Linked DNA regions of Gossypium raimondii: region 1 is linked to region 2. The links are chromatin contacts, called in public Hi-C maps. All regions are on one chromosome and are shown on one strand. Each heading gives the region's core, a stretch centred on a gene start, on an enhancer-like site or on the middle of the called end of the contact. The rest is flanking DNA. Distances are from core to core; before and after follow the strand shown. Region 1 holds the start of LOC105790988 (hypothetical protein). Region 2 holds the start of LOC105790987 (hypothetical protein).

Region 1 (2,957 bases), core at 184-2,683, 200 kb before region 2:
AAAACCACTTCCATTTCTCTCCCTCAACGATAAAAAAAACAGGGATTAACTCTACTACTTTTTGCCTAAATCCATAACCAACTTTGACCAAAACGTTTTTTCGACAAAAGCCACTCAAAGAAGGAAAGTATCAATATGACCCACATTCATAATGCCCAAGAACTTGCAAACAAAATACATCTAGAGAACCAAAAATGTAGTCTCCCCAGAGCACATCCTGTCCATGAGTATCCAGTGTTAATGGAGGAAAGCCATAGATGAAACTGTCTACGCCTAGAGCCTTGTTAGTACAATTACAAAGAGTTTCAAACATGCAAAGGGCCTCTCTATCAGCTGGAAGACCAATTTATTGACATATCGGTAATAATTAGACGAAGCGAAAACCATAGAGTACGTTTAATCTCTAGACAGCTAGAAGATGTCTATGGATGGAAAAGTCTTGGACATTTAACCCATTACATGCATAGCTCTGCATGTTTTGCTCGGAAATTTCTTCTATGATAAGATTAACCAATAATCATAGTTCTTAAATGGTCTTTTTATGATTTTACCAGTTTCCTCAAACAAGCACGTTTGCATACAAATGAAATTAGACAGACTCAGGCGACAATTCCCAGTCCCAAGGATTTTTCAAATGAAACTCTAAAACCAGGCACTTTACACTCCGGAGGACCTCTATTAATGGCAAATTTAAAACGGCAATGACAAAAAGGAACCAAAATTTCTATATTCGAGCTAACACGAAACTCCCTCTTCACTAACATCAATATCTACAATCCTCTAAAACTTCGATAACTTCTAAAATGCCCTAAACAAATTACTATGAAATCGTTCATCAAACAATTAACATTCAGGCGTTGACCTTTTTTATGCCTCTCCAGTGAAAAAAAAAAAAGCAACCCATTAATTCTTTTTTCTTTTTCCTTCTTTATTTTGAAAACCAAATGAAGAAATAAAGTCTCACATGGATGCCATAGGAGGAAGCCTGGAAGTCATAGAAGGAGCGAACACGGAGGCAAGCGGCTGCCCAAAGCTGGTCCTCCTCCGACGCTTCAGCAACAGCTAGCGAAGACTTGTCAAGAGGAATGGAATGCTGACGATTGTGAGTGGTGGTGGTAGCTGCGACTGGCAGAAACCGGATACGGCGACAGGATTGGTGGCCGGAAGAGAGTGAAATGGTAAAACAATGTGAAGAAAACGAAGGAGAAGAGGAGGAAGGAGAAGAAGGCGGAGGTAACGAGAAGAGGAGTGCCATCTTTGAAATAAGAAATGTGATGGGGTTATCCTTTGCTATATTTGGTGTGACATACTAAGAAATCAGAATCAAAAGCTCAAAAGGATAATGGAATATATTAGAATTTATAGTTTTTCAGGTTCTTTTCGCACTGCTAGACACGATTGGCTCCAGCTTTTCCAAGTCATCTGGAAAATTTTGAAGGATACGTATATCCATCCTTACGACTGGGCTCAAAATCATAGTTAAAGTTTAAAAGCTGAGCTCCGACTGATGGCCCTAATAAATGATCAACCTCTAGCCCATTTTTTATTTTGGGTCATCCCATATGTAGCTAACGTTATAGAAATAGAAGCCGAATTTTGTTTTTGTTCGAAGTTTCAAACCTCACTGAAAATGTAAACATTACAGTACCGCTAGGCACTAGGCCTAGAATTGCTTATGGGCCACACCACTTAGTCCGAAGGTCTGTTTAAAAAGTGATAAGATTTGGGTAAAAAAATATGTCCGAAAAATAGGTTTGGGTAAAAAAATAAAGCCCGTTTAGAAAATGAGTCAGGCATCGGGTGAGGCTTTTTTGGTCCGGGCTTAGCCCGGCCCGAATATGCAAAAAAAATAAACTGTAGTTTTTTTTTGCTGTTTCTAATATTATTTTGCTATTTTCTTTTTGTTTTTTTCATTATTTTGCTTCCATTTCACTATTATGTTGTTACTATTTTGTTGTTATTGTATAATTTTTGTTCTATTGTTAATTTTGTTATTATTTTAAAGGCATTTGGTTGTTAAGTTGCACCTATCTTAGTGTTATTTAAGTACACATATTTTTTTAAATTTATTTTCAATTTTTCGGGGAAAATTTTATTTTAATATTTTTAGCATTTTTTATATATTATATTTTTAAAAATATATATAAAAATGTTAATACGGGATAGACTGAGCCCGGGTTTTAACATTTTTATTTAGGTTGGGTTTAAGGCCTTTCTCACCAAAGCACCTGTGTTGATACAACCAGAACCTTGAAAAGACTTTTTGGTCTACAATGATGCCTCGCACATGGAACTTGGTTATGTGCTAATGCAAGAAGGAATGGTGGTGGCTTATGCCTCGAGACAACTGAAGCCTCATGAATGAAACTACCCAACCCATGATCTGGGTTCAACAGTAGTGGTGTTCGCACTTAAGATTTGGCGACGCCACTTATATGGTGAATGATGTACCATCTACACTAACCATAAAAGCCTTAAGTATTTGCTCACGCGGACGGAATTAAACTTGCAACAAAGATGGTGAATAAAACTACTAAAGGACTATGATTGTTTGATAGAATTTCACCCTAGAAAGGTAAATGTGGTCGTAAATGCTTTAAGTAGAAAGTCAATGAGTGAGTTGAGAGCTCTATTTGTGCGATTGAATGTAACAAGTGATGGGGGACTGCTCATAGAACTGCAAGTAAAACCAACCCTATCACAACAAATCAAGAAGAGGCAAACCACAAATGAAAACTTGGCGAAGAGGGTTCGCTAAGTAGAACAAGAAATACATAGGGACTTCGCACTAAATACAGAAGGGATACTCTATTTTCGTGGAAGACTATGCGTACCCTGTGGCAAAGAGCTTCGACTTGCGATCCTTAGTGAAGCTCGTAGTAGTCCTTATACAATGCACTTAGGTAGTAACAAGATGTACCATGACTTCTGCGAACTGTATGGGTGACCTTGTTTGA
Region 2 (3,207 bases), core at 33-2,532:
TGATAACAAAACTTCCATTAGATATATTGAAGAAAAAATCATAGGTAAACATGTTGCAACAATAACACATTTGTACATGACTCCATACCTTTGCTACAGTAAGTCCTATAGGACACGGTCGATGTGGAGATCGTGTAGCAAAAACTCCCAGCCTTCCTCCTTTCAATCTTGGAACTCTGACCTATTAAGTGACCAACCTTCCATAGAAGTCTAAGGATGATAAGAAAGTTCCATAAAAGATAGAAAGGAATATACATATATCATTATTATAGTTCCACAAACCTTGGCCTTAAACTTTGATTTAGATGGATGCTTCCATAACTTTTCCAGATCTGTATTCAAATGAAATACATATATAATCCAGCAATGAGAGTATTCCTCGAGACCCTCAAGTGATGCTGGAGGCACTCTAGTTGAATCAAAAACCAAACATGCCCTAGCAAGAGGGACAAGTAGAGGTTGCCTAGGGGTTCCATTCCTACATAAATTTTACAAGCAATTGGAACCTTTCTTGAGTAGCAAAGATAAATTAGTAGTAAGCTTCAATCAGATTATTTACCAAGGCAAGCGTTATTATTGCATAGCTTCTATGAACAGAATAAAAAATGTTATTTACCCAATCAGTCATTAAATTTTTTTTAAACGAAGCACCATCTGGAAATCACCTTGTAGAAAAACAAGATTGAACGATACCAATAGGTGCCATTGGATACGATGGTATGTCTAAATTCTCAGACTTGGCTTGTGGTTGAGCGACTACTGCTTTCCTCAATGCCTACAAATGTTGGATTTTTTCATACAAATAAATAACAAAACCAAAAGAAAACTAACAGTCATCATAAAGAATAAAAACAATAAAAGAAAGAAGGAAGAACCTGTTGAGCCCTAATCCGACCTTGTCTTTCAGCAGCACATTTTTCCAAAGCAGAATTGAGGGATTTTTGAAGCTCTTTCATCTTTGAATCCCATTCTATCAAATTTTTCTTCCATATATAAACTGAAAGAAAGAATATCAACATCCACCATTGATACAAATTAAATAAAAAGAATAAAAAGGGGGTGGAGAGAGATGATACAGGAGATAGCTGAAGAAGCAGAAAACAGAGTAGCAAGTGCCAATGCTAAGATGGAGTATCGGGTGGAGGACATGGGTTTTGTGTAATTAGTGCTTGTAGTATTTCTTCTTCTGCTCTTTCGTCCAAGTATAGCTAGCTGCAGTTGGGTTGAGTAGGGTTTTAGCTTACGAAAAAACAAGTTTGAAGTTTCTTCTACTTTATTTATTTTTTAATTTTGGTTGGCACTTGGGAATTGGGATAGTATGGCATGGATTTTTAAATTGGATCAAACAGAGAACTGCTGTAAGCCCGCAAATAATGATCCAAGGCCCTTGTTGTTTATGTTCCCTTGGCCATGGCTAGCCCCTGGAAACTGTTACTACAATCCAATTTAGACCGTGTTAAGTGACAAAGGTCCATACTTGGGAAATTTACAGAAATAATACTAAAATAATCATTTATTACTTAAATAATATACATCTATTTTTATTTACCCAAATGATATATTTTGAAATAGTAAAAAATAATTTGGGTCTCCAATTGATGCTGATTTCGACATTAGTAAACTTAAATTGTTCTTTTAATATTAAAAAGTAAAATATTAAAATTATAATTTTAAAAATAAAAATTATGAAAATAAAAACTTTTAAAATTATTTTTTAAATTAAATATAAAAATTATAAAATTCAATATTATCTAAACTAAATTAGACCAGAAAATTGGTTGGGGTATTGTTCTAATGAAAGGTAAAAATTGGTTGACCCATGATTTTTATCCAACTGGTCTAGTTCGGTATTTATAACAATGAATTTTGAATTTTTTATATTTTAAAACATTTTAATATTGAATTCTAAAGAGTTTTTCATTTTTATTTTAAAATTATAATTTTAAACTTTTATGTTTTTAAAATATGAAAAAATATTTTAAATACTTTTAAAGAGTATGGACCAAATTAATAGAAAATTATTGTAAATGTTCAAGGCTAAAAAGTTTAAAAATTTTAAAAATTAGTTGACCCATGAACTAGTACGGATTGTTTAACCCCAGGCTAAAAGATCATTTAAACAAATAGTTGAATTGATTTTTACAATTTTGTAATTTTTAATTTTTTATAATTTATTTGCTTTGAACCGATCAGGCCAGTGATTATGGGAACTAATTTGTCAGACCAGTTTGAAATTGGTACAACTATTAGTGCAATCGAGTTTTTAGCTAGCTTCTATAACTCAACCAATTTTTTATCCAATTAGTTTGGTCTGGATTAGATAACATTAAATTTTAGAATTTTTTATATTTTATTTAATTTTTAAAATTTTAAAGAGCTTTTATTTTTCATAATTTTTATTTTTAAAATTATAATTTCAAGTCAATTTGGTCATTGAGAAACTCAAATTATTATTTTTATTATTAAAACATATTATGTGAGTAAATAAAAGTAAATCTATATTATTTGAGTGATAAATTATTATTTTAATATTATTTCTGTAAATTTCGCGTCCATATGTTCAAGAGATATACTATAGTAATATACAATTTAATATCAGAACTTAAATAGGTTTTCTTAGTTTGATACATATATATTTTCTTTATCAATTTAATATCAGAACTTAAATAGCTTTTCTTAGTTTGATACATATATATTTTCTTTATCAAAGTGATAGTTAAAGTTTCACATATTATGAGAATAATTTAACATCGTTAATTATTTTTTAAGATGGTATCTTGGGTGAGCCAGAAAATGAGTGATATCCAAATATTTGATAAAAATGTTTAAATATATTAAATATTCATGTATTTTTTGTTTTAATATAATCTACAATAAAAAAATCAATTTATGATTTTGGGTTCTTAGTTTTCTTTTTTGTTAAATAGGCAATATATGTTGATTTTTTTAATTGGCCAAATAAATCGTTTTTTTCAAGATTTAGGAAAAATAGGCCAATTTTGGAGAGAGTGTGTGAAAGCATGTCTAGCAGGACGCGCTTTCACACTCTCTCTCCTTGACCACCGATTTTTAAGGGTTTTTTAGGGTTAGGATTTTATTGGTTGAAGGTTTTGAGAGTGAAACCGTGAAAGTTTATACGTAGATTTGAGGGGTCGGGATGAGATAACGCGTCTCAGAACACATACTTTTCATATGTTATGCCGGGAT

What was found. A called contact is a pair of places that touch in the nucleus more often than the background predicts.
Region 1: a contact with region 2 is called in a Hi-C map of leaf, with 2.4 times the contacts expected there. The contact joins the promoter of LOC105790988 here to the promoter of LOC105790987 in region 2. A contact is called at or near these places in 2 of 2 Hi-C or Micro-C datasets (both in leaf).

Annotation. Positions count from the first base shown.
Region 1 is chr8:20,272,422-20,275,378 of ASM2569854v1, reverse strand. LOC105790988 (hypothetical protein) reads right to left here and starts at 1,433. Exons shown (of 4, transcript XM_012618813.2): 1 at 965-1,433. The coding sequence starts at 1,255.
Region 2 is chr8:20,072,276-20,075,482 of ASM2569854v1, reverse strand. It overlaps LOC105790987 (hypothetical protein), which reads right to left and starts at 1,282. Exons shown (of 9, transcript XM_012618808.2): 1 at 1,077-1,282; 2 at 876-997; 3 at 666-775; 4 at 283-478; 5 at 89-181. The coding sequence starts at 1,149.